Regions from separate parts of the Mus musculus genome. Here region 1 is linked to region 2. Evidence: chromatin contacts called from public Hi-C data. All regions are on one chromosome and are shown on one strand. The core of a region is the stretch at or near the end of the contact, and the rest is flanking DNA. Distances in the headings are between cores, read along the strand shown.

The links. A called contact is a pair of places that touch in the nucleus more often than the background predicts.
Region 1: a Hi-C map of uterus shows a contact between it and region 2, with 2.3 times the contacts expected there. The contact joins two enhancer-like sites. A contact is called at or near these places in 7 of 484 Hi-C or Micro-C datasets (the N1E-115 cell line, embryonic fibroblasts, embryonic stem cells and 3 more), 4 of 115 datasets of contacts at active chromatin or transcription factors (bone marrow-derived macrophages, double positive thymocytes, embryonic stem cells and 1 more) and 1 of 9 other capture datasets (embryonic stem cells).

The regions. Positions count from the first base shown.
Region 1 is chr13:112,236,121-112,239,864 of GRCm38.p6, reverse strand. No RefSeq gene overlaps it. Among named protein-coding and RNA genes, the nearest start is that of Ankrd55, 50 kb to the left of the region's middle. Within about 2 kb of position 1,419, at least 8 of the 459 cell types and tissues checked have an H3K27ac peak or open chromatin away from gene starts, as enhancers often do. A contact at or near this core is called in uterus, where this site is marked.
Region 2 is chr13:112,088,683-112,092,425 of GRCm38.p6, reverse strand. No RefSeq gene overlaps it. Among named protein-coding and RNA genes, the nearest start is that of Gm41062, 10 kb to the left of the region's middle. Within about 2 kb of position 1,480, at least 9 of the 459 cell types and tissues checked have an H3K27ac peak or open chromatin away from gene starts, as enhancers often do. A contact at or near this core is called in uterus, where this site is marked.

The sequences.
Region 1 (3,744 bases), core at 170-2,669, 150 kb before region 2:
AGGACCTGCGTTTTCCAGTCTACAGTTGGGGAACAAGGAAGAGTTGGGATCCACGAGTTTTCATCTCTCTTTCTCAAGTGACTAGATTCTACCTGGAACACGAGAGCTTCGAAGATCATGAGACAGAGGGCACCTGGGTCCCGTGTGGATTTGCCAGTCTGTTTCTGCATCTGCTCGCTAGCCTCAAGCCTAGACAAGGCAGCTGGCCCATGTTGGTCCCTAATACCTACTTATAGTTGAGTATTTATTTAAGCCATAGAGGAGCTTGCTTTTAGCCAGTTAGCCAATTAAGGCAGCCTAGAGGAACATACATGGAAGTGGTCAAAAGACCTACCCCAGCCATCTCAATATCTAAGCCCCACTCCCTCAGGGGGCTTTTGTGAGCAGGCCAAGGGCCCCTTTCTCTCCTTTGCTGTGAGTATCGATGCCTCTCCCCACATCAAGAAATCTGGACCAACTTCAAGTAGTCCAGATGGTGTCGCATGCTCAACTCTGGCTGCAAGTTCATTAGTGCAGGTCTACAGAGTTGTACCTCATCTGAAGGACATTTAGTTGATACAGAGATGGAATAGAAAGGAAAATGCTTAAAAACAAACAAACAAACAAAAAACCAAAAACCAAAGCAGCGAATTCGGTGGAGTTACTGACTACCCACTACTCCTCTTTCCCCTGTGCTCTGTCTCAGGAGTCATCTTAGTTTAGACTTGACAAACATCCAGTCAGGAAAGGTCAAGCTCCCCCTAAAGGAAAGCTGGCAACAGTCACCGGGATGTGGGGGAAATCTGTGTTTTCAGGTGTTTTATAGAGGAAATGGAGAAGAACCGTACGTGTACAGCAGTGGTAGACTGGTACCCCTCATGATGTGGCATGACGTGGGCTTCATCATCATGGCTGTCACACATGATCATTCTTTTTAAATCCTGACCCTAGACTAAAGTCAAGGTTACCAGCAACATTTAAAGATTGACAGGGGTTGTTCGTTGTTGTTGAGACAGAGTTTTGCTATGTAGCCCAGGCTAGCCTCAAAGTCGAGAACCTCCCTCAACCACCTCAGTGCTGGGCTTCCAGGTGTGTACTACTGTGTCTATCTTCAAAAGCAAGAGCTCTATGTCTCAGAGAGAACAAGGGGGCTTTCCATATTTGCATTTCCAATGCAAATGATGACCTGGTTTTGAACTCGGTTCTCTTCAACTTAAAAGCCAATCCTTCTGCATCGAGTCCCCATTGCTTCCTTCGGAGCACCGGACTGACCACTTGATACCCAGCATGAATCTCCTTTCCCCTCTGCGCTTGATCCCTCCAGCTTCCACCTTCAGTCTCATTCTATCCATGGAGGCTCCTTTGGGGTGTTGAACATTCACAGAAATGCAATGCAGACACATACCTGCTCTTAGCAAGTCCAGGCAATGGGGATGGCAGAAAAGAAAAGGGCGGCGGCGGCATGGGGGATGATCGTTTTTAGTAAGTCAGCCATGCCTGCGCTTAGCATCAAATAACCCGCTTTGAGAGCTGAGTCTGCTGAACAGGGAGAGCTACTGTTAGATTGAAGGTGACACCTTCCCACCATCAACCCGCTCCCACCCAACCCCCACCAGAATCTGGACTGAAACAAGAGAGGGTGTAAGAAGAGAAAGATGCTGCTAAGTACATGGGACCAAACAGAAAGGTCAGGACCGCTTCGGTCCCCAGTCTGCCCCAGTGACTCACAGACCAGCACAGCTCCAATTCTTAGCTTACATGTGGGAGTTGAAAGTCTGAAGCTGGGCCAGAAGTCTGGCCTGGTCACAGACTGAACTTCTCAGTAGGCTGAAAGGGAAGATTGGAGCCTGGGAAGTCTGTTTAGATGGATTTTATCACCAATTAGGGAAGGGATTTCTCGGCTCTCCTCATTCATCTTGGGCCTGGGTCATTCACCTTTAATCTCTATAACTAAAGGATTAAACACACCACGTCTTGGCTCCTCAGAGAATGTTTGGCCCTCTCGTTTCTTCTGAGAGTTTTGCCTATATATGTTCTCAAGACACTCAGATAATTGGAAGACTGCAGAAAAAAAATAGCAGGAGTGCCCCCATTTTCCACGCCTTTTTCAAGGGCAGCATGGGGCGTAACAGAAAGGGCGTCTGGAGGCAACACTGTATTATTTGTTCCTAGAGTTTACATTTACAAACTATTTACAAACTGTGTGATGTTGATCACATTCCCCAGCCTCTCTGAGCCTCAGAAGCCTCATCTACAAAAGTACCACTGGTCTGGTGACTTAGGACCAAATGCCTCCATCTGTTCGAAAGATGCTGAGGTTGGCATTTTTCCCCTCTCTGCCTGCACACACTCATCTTCCCTTCTGTGCTAACACATGAGAGCACGTTAGAAAAGGCTCCACCTGCCTTTTATTTTTTCTGACAAGGCTGTGAAGAGTCTAGCATCTCTGAAATCTAGATAACTATCCCACCTTGACCATCGTGTTTATAGGAGATATGCCAAGGAATGGAAACTGCTCATCCTATCCAAACTCTTGCTGCAGCTCAAAATACACAGGAGCAACAGGCTGGGGAAGTCCAGACACACTAGCGGAGGTGGAGGGACGTCTCTGCTAGGCAGAACCAAGGGCACAAGTTAAAAGAATGGCCGTCTGTTTCTCTTGTGGATTTGTAGTGCTGGCCCTCCTCTCCAGGATCTGAAGGTTTAATTGCTGGAGGCAACTGGAAAGGAATTCAGTCACTGGGAGCAGAAACAAATTAGCACAAAAGCTGGCCCAAACGCTCCGCACCAGAGTTCTGTAATTGCCTGAGTTGGATTCAAATCAGACAAGATAGCCAAGGAGATAGCGGAAGGCCTTTGATAACCAGAGTGGAGAAAAATTACTGGGCAATTAAAGAAAGCAAACACAATGCTGTTGTTTTTTACTGTAGGCCTCCAGCGAACTTTTAGTTTTATTCTACATTTTTTTCTCCAAAAAAGCAAAATATTTTTGTAAGCTGGAATGGCCAATGGGGGAAACATGGGGCAGAAGGATGAGGTGAAATGCACTAAGTCAGAGATGAATGGTTGATGATGGCAACCTAGGTCTCGTTTTAAGTAGTATTTATTTTATTTTTGACACGTGCGTGCATGCATGTGTGTGTGTGATGGAGGGGATGTGTGCTCAGGTGTCGGGGTGCCTGTGGAGGCCAGAAGAAGGTGTTGGATCTCCTGGAGCTGGAGTTACAGGAGGTCTGTGAGGGGCCAGTGTAGATGCTGGGAACGGAACTCTGTAAGAGTGGGCTGCTCTCCTACCTGCCAAATCATCTCTTTAGCATGGGGCCTCGAGTTTTAGGAAGTGAGTTTTATAAAGTGACCCAGCTGTGTTTTGCCTGTGAATGGTCCATGGAGCTACCTACTGAGAAGGGACATCTGAAGACAGGAGCAACAGGATGATCTCTGAAGAGCTCAGTACTCGAAACACAGAGCGAGGGTGAAGCCAGAGCAGGACCTTCACCTGAATACTTAAGTAGTGGTGTGAAAGCTTAGAGTGTTGGGGTCACGGAGCATGCTAGAATCCCAAATCTTCTGATTGCAAACCATGTGGCTTCAAGGGGCAGGGTTCTTAGCCTCTGATCTGTAAAACGTGGAAGCAATCTTTAATTCACAGGATAGCTTTGAGGTGAGCAGTAGGTAAGACTTCTATATGGCACTTTGTTTCAACATCTGGACCTCTGACCTTTGACTGCTTTGTTTCAACATCTGGACCTCTCCCCTTTGACTGCG
Region 2 (3,743 bases), core at 231-2,730:
CTGGGCTGCCTTTCTGTTATGGTAAGACACCATAAATAAAAGCAACATCTTCAAGAAAGAATATTTTGGCTTACATTTCCAGAGGGATAGGAGTTCATCAGGCCAGGGACGCATAGCAGAAAGCCGAGAGAGCCTACCTCAACAACAGACAGCGAACTGGAAGTAGGGCAAGACCATGTGCTCTCAGAGCCTGCTTCCAGTGACGTATTTCCTTCAAGAAAGCTGGCATGTCCTACCCATCCTCAAACAGGGTCACTATCAGGGGACCAAGTATTCAAATGCCTGATTCTATAGAGAACATTTTTCCGTATAAACTACCATGGGTACCCTACTACCATAAGGCTTTCCCTAGCGCTAAAGTGATGTCATTGAGTCTCCAGCACTGTGAGCTAACTAAATCACATTACTTTATAAACTGACTTACTATTTTGTCATGGTAATGCCCAGCAAATAATAGTACAAGGTTAGGGTTCAAATTCCTGCCCTCGGATTCCCCATGAATTCTTGAGCTTTGGTTGTGACAGGTTTTACTTGAATGTCCCAAACTCTTGTGAGAATAGACGCATTCAAGCCATTAGTTATGACAACTGGCTTAGTTATACTTAAATGTTCTGCAAACAACAAAATCATCCCACTTAAATCGTGCCTCTCCCATCATGTGAGTCTAAGTTAGGCACTCTTGCTTACTCTGCTCCTCTGAGCTGGCTAGAAATACTGCCACCAGTGTTACAAGTAAGACTGCACTGATTTGTGAAACCATTTCTAATTATCGCTGTACCTAAGTATCGTCACCACAAACAACAAAAGCTATCATTCCATTTACACTTTCAATCCTATAAACAACATTTGTGGAACACATATTTTCCAATAATGTACTGAGAAAGTGCCGGGAGCACACACTCGTGCGCACATGTGTACACACACACATGCGTGCATGCACACACACACACACACACTACTCCTTTTCAAGTTGCTTGTAGTTTACATGGACTGGTTTCAGCTCAGATTTGGCCAGATTCAAAGAAAAGACTTCAGTTAGGTCCCAGCCTCAAGTTCAAGAAAACCTCAGTCTCTTTCACTGTTGTTTGTGTAGCTTTCTTGCGTGGAAAAAACAGAAAACAGAAACACAACTCTAGGCTTTTCTAGGTCTGAGGGATAAACCAGATGTGTGGGTATGGAGGGCAGCCTGTTGGTGTGGCACAGGAAAAGCTTGACTGGAAGGAAATGCCCACCTTTGCCCTCCTCAGTGTCCCTCCTAAGCGCAGCACAAGCTCTGCCATGGTCTGACAAGTTCTGCTTTGTTTTGAAGGAGGCTCCTGCTCTGCCAGCCTGAGCCTCGTGAGGAGAGAGAAGCCTGCCATTTTGCACACTTTTGCCTTTTCAGCTGTTTATTTTACTAAGACTCTTAAACCTGTCAGCGAAGCGGTTTCCAGTCCAGTCTCTGTGGTAATAATCTCCCTTTTAGAGCGATAAGCACTCAAAGTGAGACAGACTGGAAGGCCGACGGACACTGCAAAGTTGCTGAATTCACTGGACTCTTTGAAGATGCCTCATGGGTCAGGCTTTGGATTAGCTTTGGGGGCGGGGGCGGGGGCAAGTACAGTTTAAGATATCACAGACTCTTTAGAGATGACTAGAACTCTGTCAGTGGCAATGATCTTATGCAACCTGAGGTCTGTCCAGAAGCCATTAGTCTTGTCTTTTGTTTGCTGATACAATAATGATTTTATTCAAACTGCAGACAGTAAAATACATAGAGGAACCCATCCCTTTCCAAGGCTCAGGCAGGTGACTGGTCGAAGCTTTATGGAATGATAGAGCAGATCTAAGTGTGCTTCCTGCCTGCGGAGTGGAATGGTTATGTGACAGTGTACTAGATGATCTTGAGCTGTGGTGTGGTGTGCGTATGGGAAATTCTTCCCTGATTAAATAAAAGGCACATGAACCAAAACTCCATTCCTCCCTGTCTTTGAATATGACCATGGGAGGTATCATGCCTGGACTGTGGAAGCAGCCACGTTGTTTCTATGATCAAGAGGAGAGAGGATGGCCAGGAAGCCCGCTGGCATTGCCTTGTACAGAATGGTGCCCTTGTTGAAGACTGTTTGAATTTGATATTCTACCACCAGCTGAAAGCACCCTTTATCATCCACACTGGGAAGCCCTGAGCAGTGGGAAAGGCCTTCCTGTCTACTCTCTGCACCTATCACCGCTGATACGAAAGTGTCTCACTGTCTTGGCACCCAGATGAAGAAAATGGCGACATAATCTTCACTGGAGAGGAGCTACTATGTGATGTCTTTTGGTACCACACACCTTCCCTGTCACCAACCTGAGCTGTCTTTAGGGGCCTGAAGGGATGTTCCTGAACTGTAGTGGTTTGGCCTGCAATTCAGGCTTTGGACATATTACCAGCTCTTCCTCACGCCTCTCAGTATCGCCACTATGACTTGTAGCTGGATTCGCAGCTTCCAGTTCATTGTGCAGAGGTAAAAAACTGAGTCCTGAGGCAGTGGGCAGGCCAAGCTTTCAAATGAAGTCTGAACATCAGGAGCCCTGGCTTTGTTGAATAACTGTCTAGAAAATTCCTCAGGTCCCTCTTCTCCTTCCTCACCCATCCTGCTCCCCCCAGGCCCCTCACAGTCAGAGGTCATCACCCCTGTACGTCCTCAGGTCCATGTCCCTTCTACTTGGACATCTGCCCAAGGAGAGCAGCGGATGATGGCTTTAAAAAGAAAAAGGAATTTGGCCTGCAGAGACAGCTCAGCACTGGCTGCTCTTCCAGAGGACCTGAGTTCAATTCCCAGCATCCATATGGTGGCTCACAACCATCTCCAACTCCAGTTGCAAAGGGATCAGACACCCTCTTCTGGCCTCTGGGACATGGTACCTATGTGGTGTCCAAGCACACAAGCATACAGCAAGCCCATGTACATAAAAGTAAAAAATAATAAAAAATGAAACCCCAAATGAACAATGAATAAAGTATCTGTTTATCTTGAGAAAGCAGCCATTGATTGGGTAGATAATACAGTAAGAAGGAAATGTAATGTGAACCTGTACTTTACAGGTCTTTGGTCTATGTCATAACTTGGCATACCGTCACCTACTGAGACTTTGTCAAAATAGCGACTTTAGAACCACAGTTTCCAGTCAGCAATCTTAACCTCTACTTGAAGACATTCTCCCTGCTCCTTATGTGTGACGTTCAACTTCTTAGCCATTCTTGGTTCTTGGTCCGTCCGGGATGGATGAGAAGAGTGAGGTCCAGTCCTGCGGATGCAGGCAGCTCAGAAGCCCACTGAGACCAAGAGCCAGTACCCACATCCTCAACAGCAGCCTCTGCCTTCTTCACAGTGTAAGCAGCCTTCTTTAAAGGGAAGAAGGAGGGAAGGAGGGAGGAGAGGAGGGAGGGAGGGGGCAGGTTTAAGTAGTTCATACAGAATTTTTGGCCAAAGCTCTCCGCAGAAGCCATTAAGGTTTTCATATTTGCTGCTTTTACAATGTGAAATTTTAAGTAAAGGTTCAAAAACAGACCTAAAATAAGAGCTGCTACAGCTCCTGAATGCTGTGTGGGAACTACATAGAGTGTCACAGGGCCCCAGTTGCTCCAGACTAAGGCTTCCCAACTTCTGTGCTGGGTTTCCCAGCCTCTCCCAGCATCTTCTGGACCCGGCCCCAGGGATCTCCTCTAGGCAGATAAGGAGGCTGCCTTATCTGGTCCTTACAAGGTCTCCTTTCCA